2 separate regions of the Mus musculus genome follow, and region 1 is linked to region 2. The links are chromatin contacts, called in public Hi-C maps. All regions are on one chromosome and are shown on one strand. Each heading gives the region's core, a stretch centred on a gene start, on an enhancer-like site or on the middle of the called end of the contact. The rest is flanking DNA. Distances are from core to core; before and after follow the strand shown.

Region 1 (3,062 bases), core at 273-2,772, 89 kb before region 2:
CAGGCAAGTGTGAGAATAGACCCACTGCTACAACCACCCTCAGCCCCCAAAACCATTCTAACAGCTGCCCAGACACTGAACAAAGCAGCAAGCAGGGTGCTACTGTGGATAACCCCTGGTTTAGGCATGGGAAGGCCTGAGCTAAAATTGAGCGGTACATGACACTGGGGCAAGTCAGTTTGCACTTTAAGCTTGAATTTCTCCAAAAGAAAATGAGATTTGACCTAAATAATCTCTAGCGTCCTTTCTAGGCTCAAACTTGTTGCTCCATTGAAACTTTACTGAGAACTCTGTAGCAGCAATGTAACGTTAATCAGTCAACATTTAGTTAACGGAGCACCTTCTACGTGCCAAGCACCACGGAATACGGTGATAGGAAAATCACCAAAAGGCATGCAATCTTCTCTCAAGCACATCAGAGTTTAATACAGGTGGACATGTAAATGCACTGCACTACAATGTACAATTACGGATTCACTGTATGCTTAGACATCTATCCTGTCGGGGATGACAGCAGATCACAGTGCGTGCCTTCATCAGAGATTACTGTCCAGTTAAATAGACACACGTTAGCAAAGAACTCACCACACAATATATAAAGACACCAAATGTGGTCTGTAATTGTAACAGGGGAACATGACTTTGTAAGGGAAGGTTTCCCTACAGAAGTGACATTTTGGGCGAATACCCAAAAGATGAAAAGACAATTCCAGACCAAAAAAAAAAAAATTGGGCCAATGGCAAAAGGGTCCCAGTGGTTTGTGAAACTGAAAGCTTAACAAAGCTAGACATTTAAAGAAGGTGTAAGAGATTTCAAGAAGGGGTCCTGAGTGACATGATCAGGTCAGCATTTGAAAAGTTACTCCGTCCTCAGCTCAGAGAACAGACTAAACCAGAACTGCCCCTGCTGAGTTAGGAGACTAGGGCAGCCTCGGTGATAAACTTGGACGAGGTGTTTTTACAGTGTGTGCTGACGCCCGGGCAAGCAGGTCTAAAAAATAATGCTAGAAATCCAAGTCGCGTCGCTGGGGAAATCGCTGGTAACAGCATCGTAAAGAAACCAGACGTCCTGCAGCCTCAGGGAGGAGGAGGTCAGGGCGGAGGAGCAAAACACCAAAGCCATGACAGTCCCCACGCGTGCCCTGCCTGTCACAGGAGCAGAGGACCGGGTCCTCCTCCCTCGTCACCGCTGGCTTCGCACTCTTAACAGGGCGTTCTAAAAGGCTGTGTCCGGTCCCTGTCCTCAGGACGGACGGTCCTGAATCCCACAACACAGCCCGGGGAGGGAAGACGCTGCAGGCGGCTGCCCTCAGGGGCCGTGCGTCCTGCACCTGAGGCGCTCACAGTCACACGGTCCTCCCTGGGGTCGGTCCTCAACAGACACCGATGCCTACCTCGATGTGTCCAGCGGCAGAGCTGCCGAGAGACAAGAGCGCCAAGGCGGCCAGGGTAGCCACCCGCAGAGTGAGGAAGCAGGGGGCCGCCATGTTTGCCGGCTTCTCACGCCCCGAAGAGCAAAGGGGCGGGGCGAGTGCCGTAAAGCAGCGCTGCCGCTGCCGTGCACGGGGGGGTGTGGTTTGGTTTGTTCTTCCCATGGTAGTGGCCTTGAGTTGTTTTAGTTTTTGTTTTGTTTTGTTGCTTCATTTTGTTGTTTTGTTTTGTTTGCCACCGCATACACCTTCCTCCATTCAGGTTCTGGAGTGGCCGGGGCAACCTAATTGGAGAATTACTTACTCAGCTATGTTTCTAGGTTTGTTTTGTAAAATAGACACAATATTTAAGGAGGAAATTTTAAAAAGATAATTTGGGGATCCACAATATTTGATGTTTCCCTTTGGTGTGGTGCTATCAGTTAGTTGGCTATGTGGTCCAAGATTTCTAAATCTTAAAGGACGACAAAATGGAAATATGATCACTGGGGTTTAATGACTGCCAACCTACAGGGGAAAAAAAATGGGTTCAGTGAAGGATGTTGCTTCAAGAGATCAAGTCAGAAAGAGGTGGCACCCAACACCTGCTTCTGGCTTCCATAAGTGGGCCTGTAAACACACACACACACACACACACACACGTACACACACGTACACACACGTACACACAGACACCATACAGAAGGGAAAAAATATACAGTATTTCTGGTCATTCTGTTTTCTAATTTTGAAAAAAATTTTTGTTGTAACACTATTACTCATCCATTTTAATTATTCTTTGAATATTTCTTTTAATTTTTTTTGAGACAAGGTCTCATTATGAAGCCCTGCCTGACCTAAAGCTACCTTGAACTCACAGAGAGACCTGCCTACCACTGTCTCCCACGTGCTGACATTAAAAGCACGTGCTACCATGGCCAGTTTTGCTTGAAAGTGTTTTGTGTCCTTTTTGTTTCACACACACACACACACAAAACAACTTTAGTTTTTGGATTTTATGTAACGTGTATGGATATTTTTCCTACATATATGCCTAAGCACAATGTGTGTGCATTGCCTGCAGAGGTCAGAAGTGGACATCAGATCCTCTGGAACCAGAGATGGTTGTTAAATCACCACGTGGGTTCTGAAAACTAAACCCAGGACCTTTGCAAGAGCAGCCAGTACTCTTAACCACTGAGCTATCTCTTCACTCCCCACAAAAGCCCTTTTTTTTTAATTGGATATTTTATTTACATTTTTAATGTTATCCTCTTTCCATGTTTCCCCTCTGGAAACCCTCTATCCCATCACCCCTCCCACTGCTTCTACTACAACAGACTGACCTACACTGACAGCATTTCCCTACACTGAGTCATCTAGCCTTCACAGGACCAAGGGCCTCGTCTCCCACTGATGCCCAACAAAATTATCCTCTGCTGCATATGCAGCTGGAGCCATGGGTCGCTCCATGTGCACTCTTTGATTGGTGGTTTAGTCCCTGGGAGCTTTGGGGGGTCTGGTTGGTTGATATTGTTGTTCTTCCTACAGGTTGCAAACCCCTTCAGCTCCTTCAGTCCTTTCTCTAACTCCTCCATTGGGGTCCCCATGATGAGTCCAATGGTTGGCTGCAAACACCCACCTCTGTATTTG
Region 2 (3,246 bases), core at 236-2,735:
AGTAGTTCTCTCATCAGTAAAAAGGGAAGAGTTTGTCGAAGCAAAGAGAATTGGTGTTAGTGAGCAGAGCAGACACCGTCTTTCCTCAGTCAGGAATGGTTTGATGAATTCTTTCATGAATGTCTTTGTCCTTGAGTGCACACTAAGCAGCAAGTGTGCACTAGCTTTAAATACAGCTGTAGGGAGCACGCATCTGTCATTAAGTGTTACCATCTTCCCGACACACAAATCAGAGTAGCATATACATAAGAAAAAGAAACTGGGGGCTGGAGAGATGACTCAGTAATGAAGAACACTCGTTAAAGACTTCAGTTATCAGCACCCATGGCAGGGACCTTACAGATGTCCGTAAGTCTAGCACCATGGGAGGATCCAAGGGCCCTGGACTCCCACGTGTTTACATCACATGCACATATCCTTATGCAGACACACATGTCTACTCAGAATTTAAAATAATAAAGGCAAATCTTTTAAAAAGGAAAAAAATCACCACACACACACACACACACACACACACACACACACACACACATATATATATATATATATATATAACTTCTAAATCCTTCATACACACTAATCTAATGTTTTAGGTGAATTTTTCCATTCAGTAAGTTAATAGAGCTATACATAACTTCATACCTATTTTCTCTTCTTAATGTATCAGTTTGCAGTTAATATACCTTTGAGTTTCATCTTCCTCTAAGAAATGCATTTACTGATCTGAAATGCACTTTTGGTTTGAAGAATGTCCCAGCTTTCCCAGTATTTGCCTCTGCGTGAACACAGCAAGCTTTGGTGCGTAAAACCAGTATGTAAAGTAAGTTGGTTAGAAGAGGACATCTTTCTGCTATTTTCTGCTGGCCTGTGCACTTCTAAGGGCATCCGGGTAGTTCTGCTTCCTTGCATTTATCTGCACAGTAGATGGTTTGAATCAAGTTGGCAGTCCCATACCAAGGACAATTACTGTCCAACATTATGGGTTTAAACGTTCAGCGTTGGTAAGGATATGGAGACAGGCTGGCTTAGAAACTGGCTGAGCGCTGTTGCCAAATCTGCTGAGGAAAATCACTATGGCAATGGCAGCATCACTTGACATCAGCATCCGATTCTTCCTCCATTCCTATCTGTTGTTAAATCACTATGGTGATGGCAGCATCACTTGTCATCAGCATCTGATTCTTCCTCATTCCTATCTATTGTTTTCTCTGTATTTGGTCTGATCACCCAAGTGTCATCGGCCTCAGTGTCCCTACATTGAGCACCGTGAACTGGGAAGATGAGACTTGGCCCACAGAGGCAGGAAACCCTGGCACTCTGCCCTGGCTTTCTCTCCCCTTCAGTATGACAAAGTCCTTCTGTTTTTCTTTTATTTATTATCTTTTTTTTTTTGAGACAAGGTCTCACTGCATAACTTAGACTGCCCTTGAGCCCACAGTCATCTTGCCTTAGCCACCCCAGTAGCTGGGATTACAGGCAAGCATCACCACGCCTGGCTGGGCCTTGGCTCTGTGTCAGTACTGACAGCCTAATGCTATTAGAGGCTACCTGGGGTTCTTAGTCGATGATTAAAATGAAACTCATAGTGACTGTTCCTCATTATGTTGTATTTGAAGTCGCCACAGAAGGGGCATGTCGCCATGAACAGCCCAGGCTTGCTGGCTTTTCAGAATGTTCTGTTAACTTCCATTGTCTGCCCCTGTGCTGTCATTGGCCCCCGTTCTTTTACCTTCCTAGAACTCCATCTTCTAGGTCCTAATAGTAAGATATCAGTAAATATTAGATGAATAACTAAGCAAATAAACTAGATACCTAAATAGCCAACTTAATGGTGGAGACGATATCTCTGGGGAAAATAGCCTCATAAGTATGCATTGCTTACTTGCTGTCACTATGATCTATGGCAACAACACCTTTAATTGTCTCTGTTAAATCTCTGCATGTTTGTATCCTAATGCGCCCTGGCTGTTCTTATTGGATGAAGCTCGGCACCATTAAGCCACAGAAATGTATTTTTCATAAACTAATGTTGATGGTTGTACTTTTAAACCGCTAATGATGCGCTCCATTCAGCGGACATGACTAATCCGGCTTATGCCTGACTGTGGAAGGGACAGTGCCCTAGGTAACAGGCCCCTAGGGTAGTAAACACAACGTGTGTACATTTGGGGCTGGAAGAGAACATGGCAGGGTCATAGAAATGACAGGAAACAGTTTCTCCACAGAAAACACCCAAATTATAAATAATGTCTCGTAGACTATTAATTTCCCTAAGACGTGACAACGCAGTGTCTTGTCTTTACGTTTAATCGTAGCAGTCCCATTAGCTCAGTGACTCTGAGTCTTCGCTGAGCTCCTGCACTGATCTCTCACACTGTACCTCTCTCTGGTCAGCAGCAATTAAAGCCAGTGCTGAGGAGCTGGCCTCAGGAATCTTGTTTCTGACAAGCTTCCCCAGTTCAAGGCCCGCCCCATTCGGCGCTGCCACTGTTGAGGCTCCTTCTCTTGCTAGCCCGCCTTACCTTGGCGAACCAGATTTCACTCAATCCACACGACTGACCATCCGCATTACAGACATGCGTTTGTTCTATGAAAATACTGGGGAGAAAGTGTCAGCTGACTTGGGACTCCCCCCTTTACTTCCTTATTTCAGAGGCATTCTTGCTTATCACAATGATCTTTTAATTAATAGCTTTAAATTGACAAATAAAAATTACACGTTCCTCTTTGTTATATACAAAATGACGTTTCAAAGTACATATCCATTGTAGAATGGCTCCCCTGAGCAATTTAAGACGTATTTCCATGTGTCCACATCAATGTTTGTAGTGAGGATATTCAAAATTACTGTCGGCCATGGTGAGTGGGAGACACATTACTGCTCACTTTGTTGTGCGATAGAACTCTTTGGCTTCTTCGTCTTGGCTGAGCTGGTATGCCCTCAGGGCCGTGTCTCCCTCCACAAACCTGCCTCTTAGTGCTCCCTCTTCATCTCAGTCACGGCCGGCGTCTAAGATCAGGGGAAATTCTGATTCCTCTTTCTTAATCACCAAGGCCTAATTCTTAGCTGAAATAATCAGACACAGGAAGGAAGGAAGGTGACATTTGTAGGAAACAGGTCCTATCTGCAGCTTCCCTGCATCCCAGACTGACCCGAGTGGATTGTATACAGTGACAAGAAGGGTCGGAAAACACGTGCCCTTACTGGAAACTTGCTTTCCAAATACACATCTGAATCATACAGAG

The links. A called contact is a pair of places that touch in the nucleus more often than the background predicts.
Region 1: a contact with region 2 is called in a Hi-C map of Sertoli cells, with 2.3 times the contacts expected there. The contact joins the promoter of Pigk here to the enhancer-like site in region 2. A contact is called at or near these places in 3 of 39 promoter capture datasets (epiblast stem cells, hippocampal neurons and maxillary cranial neural crest), 2 of 484 Hi-C or Micro-C datasets (the 3T3-L1 cell line and Sertoli cells) and 1 of 9 other capture datasets (adipose tissue).

Annotation. Positions count from the first base shown.
Region 1 is chr3:152,712,560-152,715,621 of GRCm38.p6, reverse strand. Pigk (phosphatidylinositol glycan anchor biosynthesis, class K) reads right to left here and starts at 1,522. Exons shown (of 11, transcript NM_025662.5): 1 at 1,395-1,522. The coding sequence starts at 1,487.
Region 2 is chr3:152,623,435-152,626,680 of GRCm38.p6, reverse strand. The region is part of intron 5 of Ak5 (adenylate kinase 5); the gene reads left to right. Among named protein-coding and RNA genes, the nearest start is that of AI115009, 42 kb to the left of the region's middle. Within about 2 kb of position 1,485, at least 7 of the 459 cell types and tissues checked have an H3K27ac peak or open chromatin away from gene starts, as enhancers often do. A contact at or near this core is called in Sertoli cells, where this site is marked.